Regions from separate parts of the Sus scrofa genome. Here region 2 is linked to region 1. The links are chromatin contacts, called in public Hi-C maps. All regions are on one chromosome and are shown on one strand. The core of a region is the stretch at or near the end of the contact, and the rest is flanking DNA. Distances in the headings are between cores, read along the strand shown.

Region 1 (7,513 bases), core at 1,491-3,990:
TCCCTTGTGCGAGCTGTCTTCCCTTGCCTGAGGCACAGAGGGAGAAATGGGCTCTTCCCCATTCCCCGGGACCCCAGGAACAACCACGTTCCCCCTCCAGTCTCTGCTGTGTTTATGGAAAGCCTCAAGCCCCTAGGCTTACCCGCACACCACTCTCATTTCCAGTCCTCTCCAAGGAATAAACAACCCCCTCCTAGCTGCTTTCTCTTCCCCAACAAACAGCTATCTTGCTTTGAACAGAAATCACACTTCGCATTTGAAAGAGTACATTTACCTTATATTTCCTCTAAGAAGATCCTAGCCCTGGGAGAGCACATCCTATTATTTTCCTGCCCTACTCTTCTCACCGCAATTCTCATTCTAAAGTTCAATCTAAGGGGAAAAAAATAAAGTTGGAAAAAAATAAAGTTGAAAAAAAAATAGTCGCTTTAAGAAGAATACGGATGTGGCTTAGTATGTAGTCCAAAGAACAGACTTTAGGACTCAGCAACAAAGGTCAAGAGAAAAGGGAAAATAAAGGATCTGGGTTTGGTTTTGTTTTTTGTAAAATATTAAATAAGTAAAATTAAACCTGATTTTTGATACAGAGTGAAGAAGGCACATAAATATTGAATTTGCCAGGGATTTTCAAACGTATTCTCTCTCAGAATGTACAATGCTAGGGGCCCTCCTAGTATGCATGAAAATACTGCAACTGAGCTGAACTGTTTCGAGCCCTCTAGCTAGAGTGTGCATTGTCTTCTGCTGCAGGAAGAGAGGTGCAGAGTCCCACACAGCTCCCCCCACCTCCTGTGATTTCCCAAGAACTGGAAGAGCTGGGAAACGTGAGAGGTGAGAGGAAAACAAGATTCAGGGCTGGCCTGGTGGGAGTGAAGATGAATTTGCACACGCTGGGCGTTACACATCTCCAGACTTCAGGTTACCCCATAAGCATGACTATAAATTCTTTCTGTTCCCTTGGCCCTTAAAAAACAAATTGCCAGCATTATTGGCCAGAATACGGCACGCATTTGACGTCCTCTTTTTCTTTAGGTTGGACAGAAGTGGGGGAGGGTATGGCGATCGTGACAATTAAAAAAAAAAAAGAAGATCTGTGAAAACATGGTACCGTTTTATGTTACTGAAGACGTCGAAGACGTCAGAAGCACTGCAATGCTTAGGTAATGGTTGTTTTTTGTTTTGTTTTGTTTTTTCCCAGAGAAGGCACCTGACAGAAAGCAGGCTGGCGTGATTTTACTAGTCCTAAGCAGCTGACTTTTCTTGTGAAGTCCTCTGGGCAGTATCTTAGGAACCACTCAAAGTGCCAGCTCCCCAACGCTGGAGGGTGTGAAGATGAGGATGAGGACAGAAAAGGCCTAGGAAGCCGCGGGTTCTGTTAATTGCCTCCAGAATATCCATTGATGGCTAACAGCGACCAAAATACACACAAAGAAAAACAGATCTGGAAGTAGCAGAGCGAGACCCATGGGGCACGGGTTTTCCATCAGCTCGGGTGCGCACCGTGTCCATGTTCTTAGAGCAGTCGGTCCCACCTTTGTCGGAGGGAAATATTTCGACTCCAGACTTGGGGTGCTCCTTGTTTTCTTTTTGGCCCAAGTTGTTCTGCTACAATAGCGAGTGACCCAGAAGGCAGGCTAGCTCCTCGCTAGATTTCAGGACCAGGCTGCTCTGGAGGACGCTGGTGACCGCGACAGGGGGAGGGGACAAAGAGGAAGAGGAGGCCCGGGAAGGAGTGGGGGAGCTGGAGGGAGGAGACGGGAAGGGACGGGGGCGGGGGGGGGGAGTGACGCAGGGGCGGGGCTGTGTGGAACCTCTCAGGTCCAGGACCCGGTTTAGAACCAGCCTGGGTGGTTAGATTGAAGACGAGGACCTGGCCCCAGCCGAACCCCAAAGACCGTTACTCCGGCCTCCGACAGGGGCGGGGCCCGCGGGCACAGGGCGCAGCCAAACCCACGCCGCGGCGTCTCCAAACACCGTGGAGGAGGGAAAACAGACGGAGAAAAAGGACAAAACAGAATATGCGAACGGGGAAGGGGGAAATACAGCCTCTCGAGCTTTGAAAGCATATCTTTGCCTTAGAGAAAAGGAGAAAGGGAAGAGGAGGAAAGAGTCCACGTGCCCCAGGAAGGTTGTTGTGTTAAAGCGCCACCTTCCGTCCGCCCGGCTCCCGGAGCCGACTCCGGAGATGCGCGGCGCGGGGGAGCGGCTGAGCCCCCGGGGGCGCTCCGGGGAGCAGCTGCGCCCAGGCGGGCGGGCCGGGCTGCACCCGCCCTCTTAGCCCGTGCGCGTGCCCGAGCGTGCGCGCGCGGGAAGTGTGCGCGCCTCATCTGCTCTCACCGACGGGCCTCACGGGCACCCGGCACAAAGGGGCGCTGGGCCTCTCCCGGGACCTGGTTCTGGGCTGGCTCCGGCGCCAGGACCAGCCCGGCTGGCCCCGCGCGCGCCAGCTCAGCGCGCCGCGGGCCGGTGCGCGGCTCCCGAGCATCCCGAGGAGAGGCGCATCTGTGCACACAAGCGGATTTTTTAAAAATAACATATTTCTAGACATGCCTCCTCCTTCTCCCCCACCCCCCATCTTTGCAAAGCAGCCCCGAGGGCGGGGGAAGGGGGAGGGGCCGGGGAGTTAATAAAGGGAGATGGGCGGAGCCGGCCCCCAGCCATTGGCTGGGCCGGGGAGTGATGTCACCCATATGACACCCTGATAACTAGTTGGGAGAGAGCCCTCAACTTTTTGCAGAAGGAGCGCGCGCGCCTGGGAGTGCTCGGGGTTCGGCGCTCGCGGCGGGAGCCACGAGCCGGAGAGAGGGGTCCCGGGCTGCTTCGACCGCCACCGCCGCCGCCGCCACCGCCGCCGCCGCCGCCGCCGCCGCCGCCGCCGCCTCTCCGGTCGGGGCTGCAGCTCCCCGCGCGCGGGCGGCCGTCGCCGCCGAAGCCGCCGTAGCCGCTGTGTGCAGCCTGGAAGGGGGGGCGGGGGGGAGGGGGGGAGCCGCAGACGCGGGGTGCCGAGGACTTTGCAACTTGCCCGGGAAGGTGGAGGGGCGAGAGGGGGAGGGGGAGTTCCGCACGAGACCGAGCGGCCCGGGTTGGAGCGCCCAGCCCCAAAGCGGATCATGGTGCAGCAGGCCGAGAGCTTGGAAGCGGAGAGCAACCTGCCCCGGGAGGCGCTGGACACGGAGGAGGGTGAATTCATGGCTTGCAGCCCGGTGGCCCTGGACGAGAGCGACCCGGACTGGTGCAAGACGGCGTCGGGCCATATCAAGAGGCCGATGAACGCGTTCATGGTGTGGTCCAAGATCGAGCGCAGGAAGATCATGGAACAGTCTCCGGACATGCATAACGCTGAGATCTCCAAGAGGCTGGGCAAGCGGTGGAAAATGCTGAAGGACAGCGAGAAGATCCCGTTCATCCGGGAGGCGGAGCGGCTGCGGCTCAAGCACATGGCCGACTACCCCGACTACAAGTACCGGCCCCGGAAAAAGCCCAAAATGGACCCCTCGGCCAAGCCCAGCGCCAGCCAGAGCCCCGAGAAGAACGCGGCGGGCGGCGGCAGCGGGGGCGCGGGCGGCGGCGCGGGCGGCGCCAAGACCTCCAAGGGCTCGAGCAAGAAATGCGGCAAGCTCAAGGCCCCCGCGGCCCCCGCGGCCGGCGGCGCCAAGGCGGGCGCGGGCAAGGCGGCCCAGCCGGGGGACTACGGCGGCGCGGGCGACGACTACGTGCTCGGCAGCTTGCGCGTGAGCGGGGCGGGCGGCGGCGGCGCGGGCAAGACGGTCAAGTGCGTGTTCCTGGATGAGGACGACGAGGACGACGAGGACGAGGACGAGCTGCAGCTGCGGATCAAGCAGGAGGCGGACGAGGAGGACGAGGAGCCGCCGCACCCGCAGCTCCTGCAGCCTCCCGGGCAGCAGCCGCCGCAGCTGCTGAGACGCTACAACGTCGCCAAAGTGCCCGCCAGCCCCACGCTGAGCAGCTCGGCCGAGTCCCCCGAGGGCGCGAGCCTCTACGACGAGGTGCGGGCCGGCGCGACCTCAGGCGCCGGGGGCGGCAGCCGCCTCTACTACAGCTTCAAGAACATCACCAAGCAGCACCCGCCGCCGCTGGCGCAGCCCGCGCTCTCGCCCGCGTCCTCGCGCTCTGTCTCCACCTCCTCGTCCTCCTCGTCCAGCGGCAGCAGCAGCAGCAGCAGCAGCGGCGGTGAGGACGCCGACGACCTGATGTTCGACCTGAGCTTGAATTTCTCCCAAAGCGCGCACAGCGCCAGCGAGCAGCAGCTGGGGGGCGGCGCGGCGGCGGGGAACCTGTCCTTGTCTCTGGTGGATAAGGATTTGGATTCGTTCAGCGAGGGCAGCCTGGGCTCCCACTTCGAATTCCCCGACTACTGCACGCCGGAGCTGAGCGAGATGATCGCGGGGGACTGGCTGGAGGCGAACTTCTCCGACTTGGTGTTCACGTATTGAGAGAGGCGCCCCGCTTCTCGCTCTTTCTCTCGGCGGGTGCAGAGCAGGGTTCCTTGGGAGGAAGGTGGTCGTGATGATGCTGATGATAGCGATGGTGGTGGTGGTGTCGATGGTGGTGGTGGTAGGGTGGAGGGGGAGAGAAGATGCTGATATTGATATGATGTCGTGACACAAAGAAATTGAAAAAGATGAAAATTTTGGTGGAGTTAAAGTGAAATGAGTAGTTTTAAAACATTTTTTCCTGTCCTTTTTTTGTCCCCCCCCTCCTTTATCGTGTCTCAAGGTAGTTGCATACCTAGTCTGGAGTTGTGATTTTTTTTTTTTCCCCCTCAAATGTGTTTTTGTAATTACGATTTCTTTTTCCTGAAATTCGCGATGGCAACAAAGGCGGAGGGGACAGGGCGGGGGAGGGGAGGGAGGACCCGCTCCGGAAGGCGCTGTTGGAAGCTTGTTGGTCTTTGAAGTCTGGAAGACGTCTGCAGAGGATCGACCCTTTGGCAGCACAACTGTTAACGCTAGGGAGTTGGTTGGAGATTTTTGGGGTTTTTTTCTTAAGCGATCTTAAAGAACTGGTGATTTTTAAAAAAACAGACAAAAAAAAAACAACAAACAAACAGAAACAAAAAAAGGGACCATGGCAAATTTTTTATTTTATTTTATTTTTTGGAGGGAGAAAACTGATGTCTTCTATGCATCCGATTCTTAACAAAACTGCAGGGAGCTTGAAAAAATGCAGACTGTACAAACGCTTACAAAAAAAAAAAAAAAACTGTGAACTGACTTAAGATCAGAGTTTACTTTTCAGATCAAATTGTTTATGGTTTTACAAATGTGATTTCTACTTGCCAACTTTTTTTTTGTAACTCGTTCCCTTATACCTCCTTGATTGAATACCAGACAGCCTAGACCTCAGTACAAAAGGTATTGAAACATTTTTGATACATAACAGACCTCAGTCTTTTTTAAAAATTAATATATTTTCAGGCGTATTTTTGTACAGTGAAAAGGGAACATTCTTGCTGTGTTTTTTCAGTAAGACTTTCAGGCACTTCTTCCCTTTTGATTTCTTTTTTTCCTCTGTTTTTTAGCATGCAAGTATGTTGGTACGTTATGTCCTGGTTTTAAAAAGGATTAAAATTTTAAAATAATCCTTGCATCTAAAGGCCTTGTGGTTTAAAAAAAAAAAAAAGCAAACTTTTTTTTGTACAGCTATAGTAGAGATTTGTTCAATATTTGTAGGTAAAGATTTATTGAAAATGGTGATATAGACCTCAGAGCTGTTATCTTAGTTTAAAGATTGTATATGTACTGTACTATAGTAGGACTATGTATCTCATACGCTGTGATATGTGGATGGGGCCCCAGATGGAAGGTTTGAAACTGGATTCTCGATTTTTAGCAAAAAGGAAAAAAAAAGGCACATAGTTTAAAAAGTTTCTCATTTTGTGCAATATAATCTAAATAAAATACAGACCATCTGCATATTTTGTAGCAAATGGTGGCAAAGCAGACTCAATGCACTGTCGACATCATTGCCTGTTTTTTTTTTTTTTTTTTTTTTTTTTTTGTGCTGGAAGTCTGTATCTTGACAATTTTAATAAATCAGCTGGAACTGATAGAAACTCACATCGCCCATAGTCTGTATGGAAGTCATACTGGCGGTTCTGTTGTCGCAGCGCATTCAGTGACGAGGCCGTTGTGTGCGCGGGTGGGAGGTGGCAGAAGAGAATTCCACGTTTAGGGGGCTTAGGCTGGAAGTGCTCACTTGGCAGGCCCACTTCTTTTTTCTCTTCCTTCGGTGGCTGGTTATTAAAAACCGGGGTGGAGGATGCTTTCTCTCAGCCTTTCCTCTCCTCCCGCCCCCAAACCCCCATTTCCTTTCTCACCTCCTCCTCCTCCTCCTCGACTCCCTCCCTCCTCTCCCCACCCACCCTAGCGGGCGGGCGGCGCGGAGAAGCTCGGGGAGCTAGCCGGGAGGGGCGGGCTTGGCGAGGACCCGGTTTCCAGCGCGCGGTCAGTGTCCAGAGCTCGCGGGGTCTGCGTTCTCTGCCAGGAGCTGCGTCGGGGCTGCGCGTCGCGGTGACAGCCGCCGTTGGGTGGCCAGCGCGGAGAGCGCTCGGATTCCCGCCGCTCTCCCTCTTTCGAAAGGGTGGGGACAACCGTTTACAGTTTTGAATTTTTTTTTTTTTTTTTTTTTTTTTTTTGGAGGCTGCATCTTTGCCCGTGCGCAGAGGTGCATGCTGATGGGAAGCGCGGCCACAGTTCCTGACCTCGAGCGGTGACCGGCGCAGGGGAATGGTGGTCGGTGACAGTCTCTTTCGCTGCTCCCTTGGCGGCGGGAGCGCGGGGCCTGGCGGGTCCGAGGCTGGGGAAGGAAGGCACGGAGGGTTGGCCTAGGGCAGCGGGAGGAACTTGGCATGGCTCCTGTGCGCCTGGAGCCGCGGCCACTAGCCTGTCCGTGCGGGCAGAGCCGCAGGAGGGGGCGGGCGGAATCGAAGAAGCCTGGGCGGCGGCCAGGGACACAGGGGACTGAGCCCCGCAGCCCCGGGACCCGCGCACGCCTTGCCCTCTTCGCCCAGCCGCCGCGTGCGCCTCGGCGTACCCCACCCTGGGGCCCGGAGGCGCGCGGGCACTGTCGCGCCGGCGCCCCGAGGCCGCTGGGTAGGGAGGGGAGCCGCCGGGCAGCGGGGCGGGAGGGAGAAGCTGGCTCTTGGCCGCTCCGGAACCTGCCTCCGGGCGGGCCGCCTCCAGCAAGGTGGTTTGGCTTGCTGGTTCTCCTGTGCCAACTTGGGGACTCGCTGGGGACCGTTTGCCCGGCCAGTCCACCCTCTTCTCCCCAGTTTTCCTTTTTTCAGATCCGGGCCTGCGTCTCCGAGCCCCCGCGGCAGGCCCCGGCTGGCGAGCGCGGCCCGCACGCGTGCCGCTGCCTCGGCTCCCTGTCGGTGCCTTCTGCCGCTCCTTCCCTGGGGTCCGCGCCGAGGGAGGCAGGGAGGCCGCGGGGAGGCCGCGCCGGGCCCAGAGCGCCGGCGGTCTCGCTCTACCTCTCGAGCTGAGGCGCC
Region 2 (7,513 bases), core at 3,519-6,018, 380 kb before region 1:
CTGATCACAGGCACAAGAGTCCTAAGGATTCTCCGTCAGGGCCCTCCTAGGAATGGCTGTGTGAGCAGGACGACGGGCTGAGGGCCGCCTGGGCCCCTCGTGTGCGGGTGGAGGCTGCGTCCGGAGCATGGGGAGAGCTGAGCTGTGAAGGGAAGCCCTGTGCCAGCTCCTCTCAAGCAGAGGGTGTGTCTGTCCAGGGCCGGGGTCCGTGCATTGGGCAAACGCCCGTCACAGAAGTGCCCCAGTAGGAACCCACGGAGCAGGTGGGCAAACAAGAGAGTCTGGAAGAACTTCAAGGAGAGCAGACCAAAGAGGGAGAAAAGAGGCAGAGGAATAGGAAAAATAAAAAACACTTTGTAAAATTAGAAAATGTTCCTGCTTTTTACTTGAAGAAAACATGGGTTAGGAATGTGTCATGTGTCAGGCTAAGTGCTGCAGACAAAATGCACACACAAAACGGTGGTGGAAAATGAAATGAGGGCCTGATGAGCCTCCCAACAAGGTCTCCCACCGCGTTTAGGGCGTAGCAAGTGTGAGACTCTGCGGCCGGAGGGGTCCGCAGGTCCCGGTCCAGAGCAGCCGGTGGTGGGCTCTTTGCTTATAGCGCAGCGCGCTCACCAACCTTGCGGCTGTTTTAGCAGTACGGTTGCTCACCGGCTGTTGGATTGCCCAGGACACATGTCATTAAAAAATGTGTTTTTATAAAAATTAACGCATCAATTTCAGTCACCAAAGGAATTTGGCACTTTTACTGACAAAGGGAAGCATGCTTTTAAGCTAAGGGTTTCAGACATTCTAAACTGATTCTGGAAACCACCCTATTCCAGCCTCTGAGCCCTTTACTGCGTCTCCTAGAGGATGCCTTAGTGGGACACTTGGGGAACAGAGAAATCCCAAGTACACAGTGTTATGCCACCTTACAGAATGCCAGCAAACATTTAAGGACACAAAACAGGACTGAAGAAAAATTTAGAATGAAAAATCCGGGTATAGGATTATTTAAAAATAACCGAAAAGATCTATAAATTGTAAGAATTCTAGAAGAAACTACTTAAAATATTAAAAGTGACTGGCTAGCTTTAAAATATTGAGATCACAGACTTTGGGTTTTTTTCTAAATTTTATGAACAAGCAAATATGGCTTATATTCTCAAACTAGACACTTGCAATGTACATGCACAGACACTAGCAAACACATGTTCACATACAAAACTGTCTGTCATTACTGTTTGTGATGTAAAAAAAATTTTTTTAGGCTGCACTCAAAGCACGTGTAAGTTCCCAGACCAGGAGCTGAGCTACACCACAGCAGCAACCCAAGCCACTGCTGTGACAATGCCGGGTCCTTAACCCACTGTGCCACAAGGGAACTCTGAGATTTAATTTTTTATTTTGACATAATTTCACACTTAATTGAAATTTTTAAGAATAGGGTAAGAAACTCTTAAATGCCCTTCATGAATAAGCACACACACATAAACATATACATACATATACCTACTCAAATATACACACGAGACACATGTGTATACATCTATGCACATATATCATTTTCCTGAACTATTTGAAATAATTTCAACTCATTCTGATTGCTAATACCGCAGTGTGTGTTTTTTGGGGGTGATCACACCCAAGGCATGTGGAAACTTCCAGGCCAGGGATCTAACCGGAGCCACAGCAGTGACAATGCTGGATCTGTAACCTGCTGCGCTGCCAGGGGCCTCCTGCCGTGTGTATCTCCGAACAAGAACATCCTCCTTCATAACCAGAAAACAGTTATTATCAAACCTGGCACTGGATACTGCCGTGATGACTGCGTCTCGTCTGCGGTCTGTATTTAAATGTTCCTGATTGTCCCAGCGATGTCTTTTTTAATACCTTTTTCCTGCTCCAGGGCCCAGTGGTTGTTCCTCTTTGCTTCTTCTTGCACCTGGGGCAGCAATTCACAGAGGCAGCTTTTACGTAAGCATCGCAGCACCCGTGGGTTTGTTTCTACAAGCTTTTCCTCCTCTAAGTAAAGGCATGAATGCATATCACTTAGAACAGTGAAGTGTTCAATCGTACTCACAAGCGTTATAATGATTCTACTTCAGGGCGCTCCTAGGAAGGACCCGAGGAGATGATACCCATAGCCCAATGAAGTTGCCTTTCATTTAAACGTTTTTGGAATTTTTTATATATTAGTACAGGTTTATTTATTTTTTCTTTTTTTATGACTTAATGAATTTTATTACATTTATAAGTGTACAACAATCATCACAACCAAATTTTACAGCAAGAATTCTTCTTAGAAAACCTCTCTTAGGAGTTCCCGTCCTGGCTCGCTGGTAATGAACCCAACTCGTATCCATGAGGATGTAGGTTTGACCCCTGGCCTCGTTCAGTGGGTTAAGAATCTGGTGTTGCCATGAGCTGTGGTGTAGGTTGCAGACACGGATTGGATCTGGCCTTGCTGTGGCTGTGGTGTAGGCTGGCAGGTACAGCTCCAATTCAACCCCTAGCCTGGGAACTTCCATATGCCAAGGGTGTGGCCCTAAAAAGACAAAGAAAAAGAAAACCTATGTTGCAGTCATCTTATTAGCTACACAACATGACCAGGTATCATCCCCTGTAAAACTCAGAGCCATTGTCTTCAACTATAATCACAAACCTTGGCTCAGTGCCTTTTGATATTCCCAGAAATCACACCCATCCTTAACAACCAAAATAATTTTAAGATGTAATCTCCTTCAAAAACAAAAATCATTCATCCTGGTTAGATTTCCAGAAGAAGAGAAAATCAACCCCTGAATCAGAAAGGTACATAAGCTAGGAAACAATTCCCAAGGCCACACCCTTAATTCTGTGCTATGATCCCTGCAGCTGTATTTTTACCAGTGACATAAGACTCTCTATAGAACAGATTGTGAGAGGTGTGACAACCAGACTCTGACACTTTAGGACGGTAAAAAAAAAAATCCCAGAAAACAGTTCTAGTAATTCCAAGTAATACTCAAAGTGATAAATTTAATTTGCTAATACTTCCCCATAATTTCTAAATTAGTCTTTGTCTTTTTTCACTTTTAGAGATTATTTTCCTTTCTTTGTCCTTCTTTGTCTTTATCTTCTTACTTATTGCTAATTAACTTTCTATTTCACGTAGTGAATGATGCTTTGTCAATTCAAATGCTTTGGAGTAAAATACTATATAAATAAATTATAAAGCTAATTACTACGAGAGAGAACTTTTTTGGCACCTTGCTCAAGGAATGCATTTGAGATTAATTTGAATTTCTACATCTGTAACGTGTATTCTTGGCCCATTGCAAGCGTGGTCCTGGGGGAATCTTCCGAAACACCCTGTCTAGTAGCTGTTCTGTTATAGCCAGGCATTGTTAAATATCTAGGCACATCTACAGCCTGCTATACAAATAAATTGTATGATGATGGAGCAACACCCTTCTCCAGTTTTACCAGGAAATACCTACTCCTATATTTTTGATTCTCTCTGTAGGTTAGAAATCTACTAATTTTCCAGACACAGAAAAAATAATTTAAACCATATGTTCAACAAATGTTTTCCGGGCTCATAATCCCTGACTTGAGACTGTGTTTTATTGTTACTGAAAAATGTCCAGGGCCCATGACAGGTGATGCCAAAATATTTGAGAAATATGACGGGTGCAGGGCAAATGTAAGAAAGGGTCCAAGAAGTGGAGAAACGAAGATGCTGGCCGTGGCAGACCTGCAGATGATCGCCCCTCCTACAGGACAGGTCAGTGGTTCTGGAAGTCATTGCAAAGCGTTAACAGCCCTTGGCCTGTTCTGTAAATCCACTTCTATACCTGGCTCTGGCCATTCACGATTCGTTATTTCTTTCAGTGATTAGTTCCATTCTTTCTAGATTCAATCGGTCTCATTTCTGGTGTTCCCTCTTCTTCATACGCATCCACTACTCTGCTCAGAGTCCAGCCAGCAGACAGCAATGCTTACCCTGGAAGGGAGACAGAGCGACAGAGCGGGATCCTCTGTGCCCCTCCCTTCCTCCTCCTCCCTCCCCTTCTGTTGTGGACACATCATGCACATGTCACAGGCTTCTTTGAGATGTATGATTATTATATTTCAAGCAAGAACAATTCAAATGGTCCTGAGAGTTTTCTCCAGCAATGTTCAGCCACATAGGATACAAATATGGGGTTCCACTTGCGGCTCAGTGGGTTAAGAGTCCAACCAGAATCCATGAGGATGAGGGTTTGGTCCCTGGCCTCGCTCGGTGGGTTAAGGGTCTGACTGAGCCTCAAGTCTCGGTGTAGGTTGCAGATGCGGCTCAGATGCCATGCTGCAGTGGCTGTGGTGTAGGCCTGCAGCTCAGGCTTCCATATGCTGCATGTGCAGCCATTATAAAAAATATACATAAATATATATGTGTATATATATAATTAAGCAGGCTCTGGATTGGCAGGAAAATATGATCCTCAGAGGAATGCATGAGAAAGTTGAAGATATTTTTAAGGAAATGGTCCGTGTCCGAACTGTGAGGTCTCCAAGGAGCCAGAAGAGACTTGCAGAGGCGACGATGCCAAGGAGTGAAGGATGGGGTTTGGGATGGAAATGCTATAAAACTGGGTTGTGATGAGCGTGGTACACCTATAAATGTCAATAAAATTCACTGGGGGGATGGGGTGGGGAGATAAAGGACTTCTACCTGCAAACCCACATTCCAGCATTACCAGACTTTGAAAGCTTAGAGTGTTTTCAACACTCTGGTAATCCTTATTGAAATGCAAATGCGCCTGAAAGACTAAACACTTTAGGTCATTACATTAGCACAAAGGGGTGGCCTATCAGGGCAGAATATAATGGAGCTGCTCACGTAGACACACACACGACACACCACATACGCCACAGACACACACATACCACATGTATACATGCACACGCCATACCCACCCCCCACACACAGATACCCACCACACACATGCGCACATCACACAGACACCAAAACACACCACAGACACACACCACACATCACACACACCCCATACACAGTAAACACAGTAAAAATTTTTTTTTTAAATCGAAGTAAGTTTTTATTTTTATTTTTTAAGTTTAAACATTTCACAGTGTTGTATTAATTTCTGCTGTACAGCGAAGTGGTGCAGTTATACACACACACACACACACACACACGTACCACACAAACATGCACACCCATATACACACCACGCACACAAATCTGTAAATGACAAAGAGGACAGCGAGCTATATTCGACATCCTGTGATAACTGATAATGGAGAGGAAGATGGAAAAATTGTGTGTGTGTGTGTGTGTGTGTGTGTAACTGCACCACTTTGCTGTACGGCAGAAATTAACACAACACTGTGAATTGTTTAAACTTAAAAAATAAAAATAAAAACTTACTTCGATTTAAAAAATAAAATTAAAAAACTAAATTCATCCATAGTCTCAATTTGGAGTTCCCATCATGGCTCAGTGGGTTAAGGATCCGGCATTTTTTGCCACAGGTGGCAGAGGAGGTCATGGATGTTCTGGCTGTGGCATAAGCCCTGGCTGAAGCTCCAATTAGATCTGTAGCCTGGAAATTCCATATGCCACAGGTGTGACTGTAAAAAGCCAAAAAAAAAAGATACAGTTTGGTTGGTCCGCAAGATGGAAAGCATGCAAAAGGGTTAGAACAGTAGAGCAGGGACAGTGACCCAGGACAGAAGAAACACCAGCGATGTTTCAGAAGTGTTGGCAAATCTATACAGAATGGAAATTATTAAAAAATATTTTCATGGGGGCATTTCACTGACGAAACACACAGGCGACACCAACGACCTGATATTAACGAGGGGAGGGTGGCAGTCCTCGCGCCCCCGTGGGAATAATAACACGATGCAAAGGTGCACGTAATTCTAGCCCCAAGATTCAAGCGACAGGGGCTGAAATTTTTTTCTAGCAAAAGATATTTACATGCCTAAGTCTCACAAAACATAAAAGGAGAGGGCTTAATTTTTTCACACGGGGAAAGGCTTCAATCACTGTGGCATCGTAACGACGGCCGAGATGGTGTTAAAGCTGAGCCACACCCTCTGGCGATGCCCTTTCTGGGGGCTCGGGCCTGTCACAGCCCCTCTCCCGCCCCATGCGGGGGGGCCTGTGATCTGCAGGATCTGCAGGGACCTGCTTCACTGTAGCTGAGCATCCAGGTCCTCTCACGACAAGAGCCGTGTAGTTTTCTCCGTGATGTACGCTTTTGCGTTGGTGACTTTACTCTTAGGGCGGGCTCTGCTGGGGTGAGGAGAGGTGGAAGACACTTGATGCGGGCTTTGGGAGCATGCTTGTCTGTGCAATTTTCAAAACACTGGGTCTGCATGTGAAAGCATGATTTCATATGTACAGGGGAACATGGATGGGATGCAGTTACACAGGGGACTTCAGAGCCTGGACAAAACTTTCCTGTGTCTACAAGAACTGATGGCTGGATTTTTCACATGGACTGATTCGGAACCAGACAAAAGTGGGCTGTTGGTCCGTACACTAAACCCTGGGCCCAGGGCTCTCACGGTGATGGCGTGGTGGGTGCAGTTGTCACTCTGGAGTCAAGAGAGCACCCTGTCATCACCTGTTGTCCCCATGCACTGTGGTTTCAAATAGCATGACCGACAGAACCTGAGGCCCGATTCTCACCTGTTTGAGGTGAGTGAAAAGACTAAAGGGACGCGACAAGTATGGAAGGTTAGAGAGGCTTTGGTTCCCACTGTTCAGAGGAGTGATGTGCTCAACCCCCCCTAGAAGCAGAGTTTCAGCCACACCTGCTCATGTGTGTAGGGTGGGGTGCACGGGTGATAAATGTATCTGAGTGCCCTGGACAACTTTTTTTCTGAGGCTCCCTGGTTATTGGTGGCTGGATTTAGAGAAAAACTCCTTAACGCTTCCTGGCTCTCTTCATAGGAGAGAAAACTGGAACGTTTAATATATTCATTTTATATGCATTTATAAAAATTCACAATAAATTTATTTTCATAAAAACAGAAGTATAAATATAATAAATAATATTTCAGATGACATGGTGCCACTAGCCCCATGTTTTTGTTTTGTTTTTCGTTTTTTTTCATTTTATGGCCACACTCACTGCAGATGGAAGTTTCTGGGCTAGTGGTCAAATCCGAGCTGCAGCTGCAGCCTATACCACAGCCATGGAAATGCCAGACCCTTAACCCAATGCACCAGGCCAGGGTTTGAACCCACATCCTTTCAGAGACAACATGGGATCCTTAACTCCCTGAGCCACAGCAGGAATTCCTAACCACATGTTGTTAATGAGCTCTTAAGATGTGGGTAGTGATACATGTTGTGAAAATATTTTCGATATACTGGATGATACAAAGTTTCTAATTAAAATTCACTTGTTCATTTGTTGATCATTTTTAATGTGACTACTCAGATTACCTGTGTCACATATATTTCTCGTGGACAGCTCTGCTCTATGTGATTTCATAAAGCTTACATAGTGAGGATGTTACACCA

Evidence for each region. Hi-C and Micro-C count contacts between places; a contact is called where the count stands out from the background.
Region 2: a contact with region 1 is called in a Hi-C map of epiblast stem cells, with 2.1 times the contacts expected there. The contact joins the enhancer-like site here to the promoter of SOX11 in region 1. A contact is called at or near these places in 8 of 47 Hi-C or Micro-C datasets (brain, embryonic fibroblasts, epiblast stem cells and 4 more) and 1 of 2 datasets of contacts at active chromatin or transcription factors (skeletal muscle).

Annotation. Positions count from the first base shown.
Region 1 is chr3:129,795,795-129,803,307 of Sscrofa11.1, reverse strand. It overlaps SOX11 (transcription factor SOX-11), which reads left to right and starts at 2,740. Exons shown (of 1, transcript XM_003354937.4): 1 at 2,740-5,870. The coding sequence starts at 3,111. The coding sequence ends at 4,454.
Region 2 is chr3:130,176,231-130,183,743 of Sscrofa11.1, reverse strand. No RefSeq gene overlaps it. Among named protein-coding and RNA genes, the nearest start is that of SOX11, 380 kb to the right of the region's middle. Within about 2 kb of position 4,768, at least 2 of the 83 cell types and tissues checked have an H3K27ac peak or open chromatin away from gene starts, as enhancers often do. A contact at or near this core is called in epiblast stem cells, where this site is marked.